2 separate regions of the Arabidopsis thaliana genome follow, and region 1 is linked to region 2. A link is a contact called in public ChIA-PET data. All regions are on one chromosome and are shown on one strand. The core of a region is the stretch at or near the end of the contact, and the rest is flanking DNA. Distances in the headings are between cores, read along the strand shown. Region 1 holds the start of SIP2 (seed imbibition 2). Region 2 holds the start of AT3G57340 (DnaJ heat shock amino-terminal domain protein (DUF1977)).

Region 1 (5,718 bases), core at 2,177-4,676, 74 kb after region 2:
CGTTTCCTTGCACCAACCAGCACCTTGACAATTGAATACACCAACAATACCAGTAAACTTATTCATGTTCCAGATCTTGAGCAAGCTGAAAAGAATTCAGTTTCCGCAGGTGTTAGTTAGGCTTAGGCTTAGTCTTAGGAGTGGAAAATAAAGAAGAGAAGAGTTAGTTAGAAAGCAGGCAAACCTGATTCCATCTCTAGCTGGATCAGCGAATAAGCAGTCACGGGTAGGCCTACCCGGGAGCTTAGCCCGAAGAACTGAACCATCAGGAAGAACCAGCTTCCTCAATAGATCAAAGTTGTGGTTGCCTGGCTTATCACTGCTCATATAATTTGAAAAAAAAAAACATATCTCCAGTTAAACCCTCAGATTAAAACATTACCTAGTCAGAACAAGAATCAAGTTAAGGATGAGAGGAGAGCTTTACCTGACATAGATTGCGCATCCACCCACTGCACGCGCTGCAGCATGGTACTCTGCAGTTGGGTGTAGACTCTGAAGACATCAAAGCTTCAGTTACAAGTGAACTCATACTTCTTAGACTTGTAAAAAAAATAAAATGTCTCTTTACTTACATGGAACATATCCCAGTCAGGTTGCATGAACTCTCCAAGGAAAAGGCTGTTGTATGCAACCGATGCAATGTGGATGGTGTGAGAAGCAGGATCTCTTGGGTAGAAATCATCGGAAGCTCTAACAATAGCGGTTTGTTTTGCGCTGTAAAGTCCGTCTGTGTTGTGACACATGCAAGATATGCAACCATTATCTGTGAAGTTCCGGGCAATTGAAGCTTCTAAAGCTTGCTGGTAGCTACGAGTGAGAGAGACTCTCCCGCCAAGACCAGCACCTAGGGTTTCAATGATGTTCTGGACGTCAACTTTGACTCCATCTATACCACATGAAGCCAAGTATGAATGCAGTTCGTTGTAGAAGTTGAAAACTTTCTTCGGATTGACAAGTCCGAGACCATGAACAGCAAGGCTGTCCATTACTATATCTGGTTGGTTCCCTAAGACACCTGGAGACTGAACTGGGTATGCTAATGCACTATCATAGTGTTCCATTCCAGAAGCAGCGGGTTTTACTCCACCCCAGTATCCAGCTAAAGCATGCCATGCATAAACTTGCCTGTGGATAAAGAAGTCAAGCCATAAGTATGCAATGTTTTTTGTCAAATGCTTGATGTTGTGATTAAACAATCAGCTTGAAGACCAGAGTGTTGTAAATTAAGAAGAAAGGACATACTTCACATTATGGCGCTGCTTCGCATTGTCAACTACACTCTTTAGTCCTGACACTTGCGTATCCTTCTGATCACTCTTCTGAAATTTTGCATTCTCCTTGATACCAACAAGCCTAGTAGCAAACCTGCATACATAAGAATGCAGAAAAAGTTAGCAATTACCAACAAAATATTATGGTAACAACTGTAGAATATCCTCAAGCTCGAGCTGTCTAGTGAGCACACTCACACTCGGCTTATGAACTAAGGATTCGACAATTCCAATGCATAGATTGAAATAGATGAATCTTATTTTCTTTCAACCACATGAACTTTAGTTTAAAGTACTCAAGCCTCGATCTAGTTTTGCTGGACTATTATTTGGTGAACTGAGGACATATTTAAGATGCCCATCTATGTGACTACAAAAATAAAAGACCGAGAGATCTTACTGTGCTCCTTCCTGAACAACGCAGTTTTCATCTTTCTCTTTGTTTTCTATTTGTTGCCAACCATCGTCTATGATCAGAAACTTCGGAGGGGTACCTCCTTCAGAAAGACTGCAATAAACCAAACACATCAGAGACTCAATAAACTTATACTGCGGTAAGCAATTACAAGTATATTAACAATATGCCACTCTACTTCCATATGAAGGTACCTTTTAAGGCCTTCATCAACACCCTCGGCAGTCACATCTGTGTAGAAAGCGTCCCATGTGCACCAGCCAAACCAGTCTAGGAAAGAAGGAAGCTAAACAAACAAAGTCAAAGACAATGATGAGATCATATAAAATCAGATTGAACTCTTGTTGTGACCAAAGCCATGAAATGTTCAATCACCTTCTTCTTCTCACGATGATGAAATGTCTGCATGTGTCTCTCCACAGCCCTGTAAAATACAAGGATTGCCGCATAAGAAAACATATATAACCTTCACATCAATGAAACAGAGACATAACATAATATTTTGGCTATTTTGCAAACATACTTTACGGATTGTCTGATAACTTCAAAGGGATTGGTTCCAGCATGAACATAAACAAGGTGAGTTCCCTGGCTAGTTTCCACCGCCTTATCTCCTGCAAACACAAAATCAACCAAAAACGAAATTTCAATTCTGGTCTGGAAGTTGTGAGCTCATTTCTATGGATAATCTGTACAACAAATTCCCCTACCACTCTCAAAACAAATCTCAATCTCATTCTTCTCATTTCCTTGCAGAACAGCTCTGAACTGGCCTTCAAGGAGAGGGAGAAAGACGGTATAAACAGTAGGAGCATCATCCCCATTCCCTTCAACCTCATCCTTGCTTTCCAGTAGCATGAACTGTGTCTCCAAAGGAATGTCTTTTCCACAGCTTCCCATTCTCTGAGTCATCCACCATAGCTTAAACCGGAAACAGCACATGAACCGAAGACCCCTGAGAAAGATTTAAAAACAATTTGCTTAAACAAACCATCAAAGGACCTGCGTATTGCTCAAATAAGTTATAGAAAGACGCTATATCAGAGGAACAGGTATATTTAGGTGCTTACTCCAATACACCGATGGGGAACACATGAAGACTCTTGCTTTGTTCAAACGTCGCGCCTATAAATGAACCGGAAACGAATCCATTACCGGTAACCGGAGTTAGGATAATGTTGTCAGGGATTTTGGTAAGGATAGTCTTCCCTTGAACAACGAGGTTATCGTTCTGTACAGAGATATTTGATGTAATCGTCATCTTCTCAACACCGCTTCTAGATTAACTGTATCAGATAATCACAAGGGATAAACCAACAACGTTAAGAAACAGATCCTTCAAGAGGAATTAAACAAACAAAATCCAAATTAGAATCTTTCCAAAAACGGAACATGAATCTAAGATGCCATTTTGAGATACCAATTATCTGCTCATACCCCTAAAGGTCTAGCAAATTCGAAACAATGAATTAAAACATTCAATCAAAATTTGAGTTCGAAACATAACAATGAAACCAGAAGTACTCACCGGATTGCTTCCTGGTTCGTCCGAGCTCGCGGTACTAGAGCGAGAAAACACGGCGATATGAGGGTTGAGAGATGAACTGGAGTTTGCAGAAGCTAAATGTTGCTTGTGCAAAAAAAATAGAGAACAAGGAATCGCCGCCAAAAGTGGTGACTCCTACCGTCAATGAAGAATCAGTAATCAGAACGGTGTGTTTGGCTAATGAAGGTGGCGGAGAAGACGCTTTATATATGCGAGGAGATTTGGTAAGAGCCGTTGCGATGTTGCCACGTGTCATATTATTACTCTTTTTCCGTGGAGATGGAAAAGTTGCTAGAAAAAATCGTGATATTTTTGTCGCTCTCCTATTGCTGAATCAGAGACAACTCATTACAAAAAAAATATACTTTGTTTTTTACTACGTTCTTTCGATTGTGTCAGTTTTTTTTTTGGTAAAAATACCAAAATACTACTAGCATTTAAATTGAATTTCGTATATTTTTATAAACGAATAATAATAATAGTTGTAGTTAATATAAAATTAAAAAATATTAGTTAAAAAATCAGTTTACCCAAATTTTAGCCTACTTTAAAAATGTCAAACGGCTGTTAACGGAGGAATTGCTAATATGAAATGTTGAAATTATGGTTGTTTCTAGCTGTGCAAGAAATCATATTAAACATCGAATCAAATCATATTCTGAAACTGTAAATAATAAATCGTAGTTATTTTTCACTCTTGATACAAATCATCGTAACGAAGCTCAAATGTACAAGAAACGTGTAACGTAGTTCCATACGCCTCTTTTTATAGTATATTTTTCCTAGTTGAATCGCGTGTATTATGGAATGCCAGTAACATATACACATACATCACCGATCATTCACCCATAAGTTTTACATATCTTTAATTAATATTTGTTTGATATCTTTTATAGTCCTAGGAAATGACATATCTGTATTGCTGATCAAATTTGAAAAACTTAAGGACAAAGTCAATTCACGAGTCTGGTTCAGTGGGTATTCAGGTATCTCGATTATATCACATTATCACATTGGCGAGATATTCAGGTATACCTCGATTCTCGGATTCAACATTATGTTCTAAAAGAAGACAAAATTGTGACATCGGATATCTTCGAGGCGAATAATCCACTTTTTAATGTTATAATTTCGACGAGACTATTACTCTTTAATATCTTAAAATAATGCATGCATGAAATTATGTAGTCATGTAAGATACTCACTCTTTAACGAGAACGTTACAAAACTTAATCGTTTTTTCTTTTTTCTCTATCAAAAAAGAACAAGTCGTTTTTCTTCTATATGCGCTATTACATCTTATAAAAACTTTACATGCATAATGTAATTATGCCGGATAATTATGAAATATGTTGTAAAAACCAAATTGATAAATTCGGGAAGATATTGTATATATGGACCGAGGACCGAAGCAATTCCATTAAAATGTATGGTTCATAGTACTTAGAACCGTCTTCAAAATATATATAAACTTTTCAACAAAACGACTATCGAAGCCGCCCAATACTATAAACACACGATATAAACAGACACATGTTTATTACTTTACTTTAATTGAGAAAGTATTATGCAAGTTGTGTTTTAGTTTGACTCCTCTGCGGAGCAAACCATAACAACGTCGCTAAGATACGGACCGTAACACATACTCACACTTGATGTCACGATCCTTATCCGCTTATCTGGAACCACGTGTGTGGTCAACACTCGACGACCGGTTTGAGCCGGGTTAATTCACTTGGCTGCTCTTTCGTACTAAAAGCTACTTCCTGTTGTGGATAATTCGTGGAACGACACACTAATAAATAATAATGCATGGTACGATAATGTTTTAAATCGAACCTAATATATACTGTACGTAGGTCCGTCGATCGGTACGGATTATGAAGATAGAGTTTGGTATATATCGACTCATTACTTATTTTACGGATTATCTTTTATCGTTTTCCTTTGTTGGTTTTTGCATTTCGAACACTTGGTTCTTTTTCATTATTGATTCAGATAAAACGAAAAAAAAGAAAAAACAATCAAGCTCTTTAATGATGTCCTCTTATTCAGTCATTCCTAATAATTGCATTTAACCCCCAAAATAGTTATTAAAGAAAAACGAAAGAAAAAGTACGTACGTAGGTGAATTTTTGTAATGAAACGGCGCAAGTGGGTCTCATCCACGTCAGCTCTGTTTAATCAAATGTTAAAAGATCTAAAGTATCTCCTTAATTAGCATTGATCAGTTCACCATGTCCTTGTCTAGATTCCTTTTTCACTTTGGACTTTTATCATTAGGTGTGTGATACGATTATAAATTTTGTTGGCTCTATGTATATAACTTTAATACGACGATTAATCAATGATAAATTACGGTGATTACTATAATGTTAACTCTGTAATCATGTATAGTGTCCTTCCAAATCATATTGTTATTTACTACAAGGTCGACATCGGACATGTGTATCCTTCGTGTACCGTTCAACCTCACGCCTTTT
Region 2 (5,216 bases), core at 1,665-4,164:
CATGACATAAAAAATGATGTCAATTCTCTCTAGTAAGTTTGTTGGCAATTAAATAGCCGTAGTAAATAACTAATCCGTTACGCATTTCGATCATACTCAATATTTCAACATTCTAAATCAATCTTAAAGACTCACTCAACACTAAATTTACGCGTCATTTTGCGTTTGGTTGACTGTACATTAGAAGAAGAAGAAACATAAAACTAATTAACAATAGCAAACAAACACATGGATTCATCAATGGCAAAAAAGTTCCTAAATAGAAGGATCGTGATCTGATAGCGTAAAAGGAAATGATCGAAAACTGTAGTCGAGATGAGTAAATTAACTGAAACAGAGAAAAGTGATGGAAGGAGGAAACAACAGACCTGGATCTGGCATCTCTTCTTCTCATTCTCAGCGAGTTTGTCGAGATTACTGATCATACGGAAACGACGAGCCCGATTTTTTACGAGTCCCACGGAGGATCGCCATCGTTGACGAGCTTCCAGCGACGGATTCTTAGATGCGACCTCGAAATCCTTTAGTAGATTAGACATTACTTTCAAAAAATCTCTCTCTCCGTTTACTTTTCTCTTAAAAAACAGAGAATAATAATCTTCGCCGGCGCGAAGGAAGGTGAAGAGAGAGAGAGGAGAGTGAAGGCTCCTTCGTCCTCTATTCTCTGTCAAACGTGGGAGTTTGTTGTTGTGTGTGAGGTTGCTGAGCAATTTTTATGTAGTGTTACAAAACTCCAAACCCGGTTTACTCGGGTTATCGGGCCGGGCCGCCTTTTCGCATCTGTTGGTTCGTTTTTTGATTATTTTGACGCAATCCAACTTTGAAGAAAGTCTTGTCTTGCGTCCTCTTTTCGTGGGTTTTCGTATGTACGTATTGTTTTGTTGTTGTGGTATTTAAGAGAATTTAATCCATGTTCAAAGATCCGACCCGATAAATCTGCCTAATTTTATTAGGTTTTGTTGTATCAAGTTTTCTATAAATAAATATACCTTTTGATATATTTTTCTGTATTTCTGTTTTTCGTAATTTTTATGTAGTGTTACTAATTCGCAGAGCATGTGACATTAATTACAAGATTGTAAATACTATACTAATCGCAGAATTACACATATATTTCAATGAAACGGTATTTTTAGCATGTATGATTAATGTTCTTAGCTACTTTTTTCCTACATAATTTTGTGTTTATTTACCTAAGTTTATGCTCTCTTCATTTCCATGCAAATGTTACATGTATTTTACAATTAGTGTTACATGACTGTTAATGTTATAGTTGTTTCTGTAATGTTAATCAAATTTACAAATATAGCAATGTTATAAATATGTAGAGGTAGACCGGGATTTTTCGTTGCAGTTGTAACAAAAGATTAACGAAATCTAGTGTCTAATCTGAAAAGATTATAAGACATAATCTTATAAAGTATTTAACAAAAAAAACACTAACAATAAAACGTATAAAGTATGTACATCGTTGATTCGAATGTGCGTGGATCCACAAATAGCAAAAGCCATCCAAGTTGCTCTGTTTTAAGGTATCGCCACTTTATGAGGCTGCGCTGCCTTCTAATAGTATTAATTAATCCCATTATCAACTCTTAATAATATTAATTATTACACCTTTCCTCACCAAATATTCAAAGACTTTTTGTTTCTTTGTATGCAAATCCATTTTAAAATGATTTATTTGCTATTAAACAAATGCTAGATAGCCAAAAAAAACATTGTTGAGAGCCTTTAATCTATTGGTTTACTATTCGGAAAAGTTTAAACCTAGCTTTATGTATAAATGCGGTTTAAACAAGTTGACCAAAAAGAATACATGTTGATCACAAATCTGGTAGCCTTTAAAGAATTCACATTAAGAAGAATTATAGATCCATACAGACACATCTTTAGACTTGTGAACAATCATGCTCTTATATATAATAAACTATAGAGAATTCAGAAAGCTGGTCAATTATAACACATACTTTTTTTTTTTTGATCAACCGAGTATAACATATACATATATGACGTTATATGATGTGAACTTAAATTATTAATGTAATAAAAGGTTGGCTCCATGGTCAGAAACATGCATTTAATATATTAATAGGGAATCCCTAGCTGCCCATTGGCTTCACTTGTCACCCATGTTTGACCCAGTGTCTCCTCATGAGCAAAAGTCTTTATTTAACAACAAGGAAAACTATAAGCCAAGTCTTAATATTACAAGAATAGAAACTAGCCTTTTAATTTTATGGGTTTTCCAGCCCACAAACAAAAAAAAAAACCTCACCACTCTATTCATAATTTAAAAAACGCAATCGTGATTAGTTGTTTGTTAGTGTTTAACAGTTGACACAATCAAGAAGCACAACGTTATTTAGGTAGCATTCTAACAATTCTTTTACGTTGACAACTATTTCATAACCATTTATAAGATAATACATATTTCTGTCCAGATGTGCGGATTTCGAAAATGAATATGAAGATATCAAATGTTAGCGCAAAATAACTAATGAAAGATGAAACAATCTTTCTACTTCTCATCTGAGTCATGGCATTAAATTCTCTAAGCAGATTATGATCATTTCACTACATTATGATTGCAGAAGGAAAAAAAATGAGAAGAAGATAAGAGCACATGGAGTAAACAACTCACAGCTTTAAAGACTCTCAAGCTTGTGTACTATTGATCTTGGGCCTTCTTGATACAATATAGTACATAAGAAAGTTGGTTAGGTCTTCAATAGTCCCACTTGATATTAAGTAATTACTTCAATGCATCTTGTAGGTAAGGAATGATGAAACCTAAAACTACCTAATGACTTATCATACAAATTACCAACAGAGTGTAGACTATACAGCTTTAAGACAAAAGTTTTGCTAATGACCTAGAATCTGAAAGATGCATTAGGGCTCGTCAAGACCTCATCTCTCCACAACAATCGATTTGTAACAATTTCCCATAAATTACTGAACCGAATCGGGACCGGTTTGATTATATGCATTAACAAGTTTGTAACCGGAACAAAACCAGACCAAATTGCTCAAACAATTTTCCAGAACCGGAACTAGTATTTGTCGTTTACGTCGTACCGACATTGGTACGCTAATCCCAGATTTAATCGGAATTGTGTCTTATCTCTCTAACAACAAAATTGTTGTTACCTTCCCATTAGTCATCTTGTAAATTCTTCGAATCTGAAATCCGATCGGTGAGCAGAAACCCTAATTTCGTACAGTCTCATGATTGAGATTTGCGTCTTCTACACTCTCTGTTTTCACTCCTCCTGATTCTTCTCTCAATCTCTTGTTTTCTAGGGCTCGCTTGTTCTGATTTCGTGAGGGTGAACATGGATGGAAACAAAGACGATGCGTTGAAGTGCTTGAAAATCTGCAAAAGTGCTATGGAAGCTGGAGATCGACCTCGCGCTTTGAAATTCCTGGCTAAAGCTCGTCGTCTTGATCCAAATCTCCCGATCGATGATCTCGTATCTGAGCTTAACAACAACAAATCAGACGAACCAGGATCTGCAAAATCGCCTGGATCTGCAGCAGCAAAGGATTCTTCCAATTCTTCAGATCGGCCTTCTTTACGTCAACGTGGATCGTCAACAACGTCATCGTCTTCTTCGATGTCCTACACTGAAGAACAGATCTCAATCGTGAGAAAGATAAAATCTAAAAAGGATTATTACGAGATCTTAGGTCTTGAATCCAACTGTTCAGTGGATGATGTGAGAAAAGCTTACCGGAAACTCTCATTGAAAGTTCATCCAGATAAGAATCAAGCTCCTGGTTCAGAAGAAGCTTTCAAATCCGTCTCCAAGGCATTTCAATGCTTGAGCAATGACGAAGCTAGGAAAAAATACGATGTAAGTGGCTCCGATGAACCAATCTATCAACCACGTCGATCTGCTAGAAGTAATGGATTCAATGGTGGATACTATTACGAAGACGAATTCGATCCCAACGAGATTTTCCGAAGCTTCTTCGGTGGAGGAGGATTCGGTGGTGGAGGAATGCCTCCTGCGACTGCTCAATTCCGATCATTTAATTTCGGAGCTACTCGTCAGAGAACAGCTAATAACAATCAAGCACCTGATGCAGGTTTCAATGCTCGTATACTTCTCCAGCTTCTTCCTGTTGTCTTCATACTTCTGCTCAACTTCATGCCTTCTTCTCAACCAGTTTACCAACTCTCTGCAACTTATCCTTACCAGTACAAGTTCACTACACAGAAAGGTGTCAATTACTTTGTGAAATCGTCTAAATTCGAGCAGGATTATCCACGAGATAGCAACGATCGACACACGCTGGAAGAACAAGTTGAGAGAGATTATGTGTCTATACTTAGTCAGAATTGTAGGTATGAGATGCAGAGGAAACAATGGGGATTTGTTCGTGAAACGCCTCATTGTGACATGATGAGGAGATTTGATACAGCTGCTGCTTGAAACAACTGAAGCTAGTACCAACAATGAGGCACACATTGGTAATGAATCATCAGCTTATAAAACTTTTATAATGTCAATGCCTTCACGAGTCAAACTGGTATATGTTTTTGTTTTCTTTTGTTTTGGATTATAATGCTTTAGAACCTAACATACGATCTTTGGATTTTGTGTGATTATCTCTATGTTAAGATTTTGCTTTTGCTAACCATGCCTGTTTGAGCCCAAAAGAAGAAAAAACAAAAAGTGATCCTCGAGGTTAAGTAACAAAAATGGGTTTAACAGCTTCTTACAAGATCTTTTTTAGACAAGTATTCGAATTTCTTAGATTCAAAAGCTTCGAGCTATCTTCTCGTACAAATCTCGAGGCCAGTTCCGCTGTGTGTTGCTTGCAAGAAACCCAGCAATCTGCAAAACAAATTCATGATTAATATCCATATCATGATCTCTACTGATCATATATATGGCGCAAATTGTTAAAGTATACCTTAGATCTCATGCCCCTGATTGATCCATCAGTGTCAGCTACGTTATCCAAACAGGTCAGAGCAACCTTAAGTAAATCAGGGACACAAGTCTGAAAGTAAGAAGATGCTTTCTGGAACTCATCCGAGGTGGTGTCTGGTTGTCTTGGATCGAGATGAAGGAATGGAAGTTTCGCGACTTCTCTTATGGCATCTAGATGTTTGTTTAGTCTGGCCAACTTGTGGATCGATAATATTGCCTCAAGCTCTCTTAGTATTGTTTCTTGTTCCATAACAAGATGTCTTTCCTGGG

Evidence for each region. ChIA-PET counts read pairs in DNA pulled down with a chosen protein or histone mark.
Region 1: an H3K4me3 ChIA-PET map of shoot shows a contact between it and region 2, with 11 read pairs. The contact joins the promoter of SIP2 here to the promoter of AT3G57340 in region 2. A contact is called at or near these places in 2 of 26 Hi-C or Micro-C datasets (root and rosette leaf) and 1 of 2 datasets of contacts at active chromatin or transcription factors (shoot).

What each region holds. Positions count from the first base shown.
Region 1 is chr3:21,289,745-21,295,462 of TAIR10.1, forward strand. It overlaps SIP2 (seed imbibition 2), which reads right to left and starts at 3,427. Exons shown (of 14, transcript NM_115612.3): 1 at 3,218-3,427; 2 at 2,760-2,975; 3 at 2,400-2,644; 4 at 2,213-2,303; 5 at 2,065-2,113; 6 at 1,884-1,975; 7 at 1,675-1,782; 8 at 1,246-1,368; 9 at 576-1,128; 10 at 428-495; 11 at 185-319; 12 at 1-85. The coding sequence starts at 2,950.
Region 2 is chr3:21,215,837-21,221,052 of TAIR10.1, forward strand. It overlaps AT3G57340 (DnaJ heat shock amino-terminal domain protein (DUF1977)), which reads left to right and starts at 2,915. Exons shown (of 2, transcript NM_115594.3): 1 at 2,915-3,200; 2 at 3,307-4,649. The coding sequence starts at 3,339. The coding sequence ends at 4,442. It overlaps ACA11 (autoinhibited Ca2+-ATPase 11), which reads right to left and starts at 1,000. Exons shown (of 7, transcript NM_115593.7): 1 at 369-1,000. The coding sequence starts at 539. AT3G57350 (Nucleoporin interacting component (Nup93/Nic96-like) family protein) reads right to left here. Exons shown (of 15, transcript NM_115595.7): 14 at 4,927-5,216; 15 at 4,551-4,847. The coding sequence ends at 4,770. It also overlaps AT3G08895.